Linked DNA regions of Mus musculus: region 2 is linked to region 1. A link is a contact called in public Hi-C data. All regions are on one chromosome and are shown on one strand. The core of a region is the stretch at or near the end of the contact, and the rest is flanking DNA. Distances in the headings are between cores, read along the strand shown. Region 1 has its middle 15 kb from the start of Gm30173. Region 2 overlaps Gm2447 (predicted gene 2447).

Region 1 (2,700 bases), core at 112-2,611:
CCACACACTATATACCACACACTCACACACACAGTGGTCAGATGGCAGGTCTGTGGCACTATTGCTGTCTGTGTGCTAGGTGACCCTTCTTTTAAACGGTCTAAATGAGACTGTAGCATCTCTTGTTGGTCTGACTTGTCCAATAAGTTTGAAGGGCTGGTTCTCCATGAGCTTAAATATGCCCATATCCCTCCTTGTTCCCCACCTCCATTTGTAAATGTATGGGTGGCACCTTCTTCCTTGTAGCAGTAAGTTGCCAGTCTGTGCCCAGTGGCTTGCACTGGACAGATGTCACTATTTAATTTGTACACAAGAGGCAATCACCTTGCCCCTGTGTTTATGCTCAAAATGGAGCCAAATGTCCCTTTGCAAAGTAGGGTCGGCATGGGCAAAGCTCCTCCTGAGAGCTACTGTTTCACACAGTACGGACTCACTTAGGGCAGGGCAGCAGCTCCGACGTATAGTGGTGCTTCAGAGTGGACAAGACGTCATCTCCACACGAATCGTCAGCCAACACGGGGTCACTTGGATTTGCAAGAATTAGAACCGGACAGAGCACACTATAGCCAATGGATAAGGAGGAGGAAGAGGAAGAAAATGAGGAAGAAAGGAAGCCACTGGGGATGTGATCCTTGGATTAGTGACAAACTATTAACACACTTCAACTGATCTCTGCAAGCTCTGGAACGGAGCTCTACCAAAAGTATGTTAGTTCTAACAGCATGAAGTTGCTGTTCCAGGAATGTGTTTTTAAAAAGCCTTTCCTGGAAAACGGTACTTTCTTACAATAAATAAATATGAAGCTTTGTGAAGGTGTTGCTTGGAGGCTCCAGGTCGGGCTTGCTGTGTAGGTCACAGGTCAGAGCAGGCAGGGGAGGGGAGCATAAGGCAGATCTTTGCTCTTTTCCAGATGTCTTTCCTCCCTTGAATGGGAACGTGACAGTCCCTGTCCCGGGCCCTGCTGCTGTCAATGAGGGCACATACAAAGTGCTTTGCACTCTCTAAGGGAATCGTGCTTTTTGACACCATTTCCTTATCATGTGTCATGTTTAAGCCCGTGCTTTCGCAATCAGGCAGCAATGCCAAGGGTCATCTGTGACTGATTAGCCGGGTTTACTAGAGGCCATCTCTCATCCTTCTCTCTGTCCTGGCTGACTAACATCCAAAGGAAAACTGAGAAACAGACAGAAAGAAAAAATAGAACCCCACCCCATCCCACCCCCACCCTACCCCCATTCCACCCTTATGCTACCCCACCCCCTCACCCCCACTCCACCCTTACCCTACCCCACCCCACCTCCACCGCCCCATCCCCACCCCTGCCCTATCCCTACTTCACCCTTACCCTACCCCACTTCCTTACCCCCTACCCCACCCCCAAGGCTCTCCCATCCACCCAGCATCATGCTAGGTACTGTGGCCATCATTTATATATCACCCCACAAGAAAAGATTTCTCATCAGCATGCCCAGAACAAGTGGGCTCAGAAAGGCAAAGTGACTTTTGCAACCAAGATGTCAAGCAAGGGTCTCCTGGGTTGTACTTCCTCTTTAACGATGCCCTTGTCCCTGTGTGACTTTTGGAACAATCTGCCAAGCTGGCTGGCGCTGCCGTTTGGGAACTGATGGTGAATGAACGTGTTGTCATACCTAGTACAGGCTTGCTCAACGGTGCAAAGGGTGGCCGTTGCTGCTCAGATTCAAATCTCATTTAAACAAAAGTCCTGAACGGAATTCCGTCTGGTGTAGCCACAGGTTTGCCTGAATCATCTTTGCTTAGTTCTGACCTCCAGTCCCTCAATTGGCAGTGAATTTCTCAGACTTTGTCTTCTGTGGATGGGTGGGTGGTGTGAGACAGCGGAAGAAGCCAAAGGATCATGGGAAATTGTCCTGACACATCTTCTCCTTCCCTATCTCGTTTTGTTAGGTTTTTGTTTGGGGTTCTGTGTATTTGTTTGTTTTTAATTCTCCAAACTTGACTATTTCTTCCTGACCCAGAACCTTCTACAAGCTGCAAGGAACCTGACTAAAGCTCAGAGCATTCTCTGTTGGCATCCAAGATCTTTGCCTTAGACGTGTTCCTTAACCTCGTGGCCTCTCACATTCTTCTAAAGTGTGCAGCTCAGTACCTGAACATATAAACAGTGACTCTGTGCCTTGTTTCCCTCCTCAGAAGCCTCAAACCGCATTGACCCCTCAAACTACAACCTTTAAGTATATACGCCTGTTAGGCCCCTTCCCAGTTAAAATCTCTGAAGTTTGCATTACAATGAACAGATATAAAACAACAAGCAAAGACAGAAAGGTTTGAAACAGATGAGAAAAGACCAGCTCATGAGAAGATGCTAAGAGGCCTGGAGACATGGCTCCACTGCTGAGAGAACTGTTTGCTCTTGCAAGGAGGGATCTGGGTTTGGTTTTCAGCATCCTAAGAGTGATTCACAATCATTTATCATTCCAAAGGGATCTAAGGCCTTCTTCTGCCCCTCACTGCACCTGGCACACATGTGATACCCATACATGCAGGTCAAACATCATATACAATGTGTGTGTGTGTATGTGTGTGTGTGTGTATTTGAGACTCTGTGTAGCCCTTGCTGTATAGCACTGAATGATCAGTGTTTATATAGATCAGGCTGGCCTCGAACTCACAAAGTTGTCACTGCCTTTGCCTGCTGAGTTCTTGGATTAGAGTTATGCA
Region 2 (2,700 bases), core at 149-2,648, 250 kb before region 1:
GAAATCTCCATAACTGTGAGACAAAATGAAAACAAACCCTCCTTCACTCTGAGTTCATTAATCAGGGGATTTTGTCGGAGTACTGGACAGCTAATGCACACAGGAAGTTCAGACTGGACAGTGAAATTGTAGGCTTGAGTGACAGGGACCTGAAACCTGCCACTATATAGCCACGTGACTCCCGGCTATTTCCTCACTTATTTGATTACGCTTTCAAATTGTGCACAGAGACACAGGATCTGAAGTCAGGCAGTTTGAGTTCCAATCTTGATCCCTCAAATGACTTGAGAGGTTATCTTAAGATAAATACACAAACTAGCCAGTGTTTATTGGGCATTTATGAATGCCGGCACTGTTCCAAATGCCACCCAGGTATTAACCCAGGCAGTCTTTGCAATTACTGTATGCCTTAACCCAGTTATTACAGCTACCTCCCAGCTCCTAAAACAGAGGACGAAGCTGGACCTAAAGTGCTTCAGTAGCCTGGCAGAGTTCACTTGGCTTGTGGGTGATACTCACACATACATCACAGGCATGTTGGAGTCTACTGAAGAAGTACACACAGCTCACTGACTGTCCCATGGTGAACGCTCAAATCTCTGTTAACCGTAGTTCATTGTTCACTACAGACTTATTATGCCTGTTGTCTTGTTAGATACAACAATACTACTACCAATACTCTCAGCCTCCTGTTCCTCGTGGTTCCAGGGATCAAGCACAAAGGCTAAAGAGTGTAAAGATGGATAAATAGGTCTGCGTTGGAATGTGCACAATAAAGGCAGAGCAGCCATTGCTTTATTTTAGCAGAATCTGACATCATTTCCTTGTAAAGGAAAAATGCAATCCAAAGGATACATCTAACTACATTTTTGTACAAAGCAACATCAGCTGATACTGTATGTAGCGAGTGTCTAGAATCTGCCCCATTTGCCCCAAAATAACCAATTTGGGTGTAATCCTTGGCTTGGTGACTTAGCTCCAGCCCTGCCGTCAGGACACTGGACCCTCACTGGAACATGGCATGCCTAGTGTTCTGACCCTCTGCCTAAAGAGTGCAGTCTTCAGGGTCTTGCAAACAGCACCTGTCCTTTGCTCGGTATTGACTGGGTGTTTATAAAGCCTGTTCTCCTGGACGTATTCTCCATCACCCTGGTATAAACTGTGCTATCAGTTTTGGATTGTAAAGATCCCGGGGCAGATAAACAGTGGCCTACCCTGCTTTACAGGAACAAACTACAGACACCCCATGAACCTGACAGAGAACATGATAATGCTAGGGAGTACCAGGACTGTTTCCTCACAGATTTCTGAGAGAGACAAGCCCACAGCAGTGTGCAGCTAATCTGATTTAGTGGGTATTTCCTGACCTGCTCTGACCCGATGTCTCGGATGGACACTTCACAGCTGTATTACTTCCCACGTGACTTAAACTCTTGTTGTTCTGCTTCTTCATGTGTAAAATGGAGAACAGACTACTTGTAAAGACATAAAAGAGGTTGTTGCTTCAGTTAACCCTCACAAGCTCCGCGGAGGAACCTCTACCCTGCAGAAGCATTCAGAGTGGAGGCTCAAATACAACTTCCATCATTTCAAACGTTCTCCAAAGGGTGAGGACAAGGAAGGACTGCTTTGAATAGGAGAGGTCTACGTGGGATCTCAATACCGTTCACCTCACTTGTCCTTACACTTTTGTTTGAACTCTGGGCCCAGGATTCCTTGGTGTCTGTGTTTGCAGATCCGTGCTCGGAAAGCTTCTCAATAATGGCTTCAAAGGGAAGCAAAGCCAAATGGACTGTAGAAGTCAGAGTCCCACCTCCCTCCCTGTGTGCTGGAAGTCAAGTCTTTCCAGTGAGGCAGCCCTCGGTAGGAGGTGCGCAGAGCACGAAAGCTGGTCCTGAAAGCCTTGCAGGTCATTGAGGGCAGGTGGCCCCTAGTGGAGCTTTATCTAAGGGGACTTGTCACTGGAATTCAGGCATGAGTAAATACATTTTATTTGTGCCAAAGGTCATACACCCAGTGGAGCTGCTGACACAACCAGGGTCACTTGGGGCTGTGACATGCACTCTGGAGGTTTATCGCCATGGGCTGGGGAGCAAGTGACACTGAAATTCCTCCTTTTGGAAATTTGGGGTTTAGAACCTTAACAATGCAGAATGGTGCCTCATGCCACTGTACCGTGCTCCTCCTTCCTCCTCCTCCCTTTCTCCTTTTTATTGCCATTTGCTTATAAAATAGTGATCACGGAATTCAACATTGGTCTGCCTTGTGCAGTTAGAATTATGTCTCTCACCTAAACCTAGATGCTGCCTCCACCCCCCTCTCACCATTTTTACTTAAGGTAATTTGCTTCTATTTTTCTACCTGTTTTATACACTCACTCTTAGAAAACATATTTTCTTAGTATTGTTCCCAGCAAGATGTTAACCATGAATACTACCTTCTTGTGATCTGTGTAGTTCAGTGGGTTAAACAAATGATCATTTGGAGTAAATATCCCATGGAAATAAAAGTTCATATCCTAAGATAGTAGGTAGTTAGTTTGGTTCCCAAAGCAAAAAATACAGTAGCTCTTTATAATCAGAGCAATATGTTGTGGGGTAGGGTGCAGCACACACACACACACACACACACACACACACACACACGCTCACATACACGCTTGCACACTCACACCTACCTTTAGTGCTAACAGTGCAGTTT

The links. Hi-C and Micro-C count contacts between places; a contact is called where the count stands out from the background.
Region 2: a Hi-C map of liver shows a contact between it and region 1, with 2.4 times the contacts expected there. The contact joins two enhancer-like sites. A contact is called at or near these places in 1 of 15 datasets of contacts at CTCF or cohesin (pro-B cells), 12 of 484 Hi-C or Micro-C datasets (CD4 T cells, CD8 T cells, cerebellum and 4 more) and 2 of 115 datasets of contacts at active chromatin or transcription factors (CD8 T cells and large pre-B cells).

The regions. Positions count from the first base shown.
Region 1 is chr3:52,500,737-52,503,436 of GRCm38.p6, reverse strand. No RefSeq gene overlaps it. Among named protein-coding and RNA genes, the nearest start is that of Gm30173, 15 kb to the left of the region's middle. Within about 2 kb of position 1,361, at least 36 of the 459 cell types and tissues checked have an H3K27ac peak or open chromatin away from gene starts, as enhancers often do. A contact at or near this core is called in liver and uterus, where this site is marked.
Region 2 is chr3:52,753,864-52,756,563 of GRCm38.p6, reverse strand. The region is part of intron 1 of Gm2447 (predicted gene 2447); the gene reads right to left. Among named protein-coding and RNA genes, the nearest start is that of Gm2447, 15 kb to the right of the region's middle. Within about 2 kb of position 1,398, at least 37 of the 459 cell types and tissues checked have an H3K27ac peak or open chromatin away from gene starts, as enhancers often do. A contact at or near this core is called in liver and uterus, where this site is marked.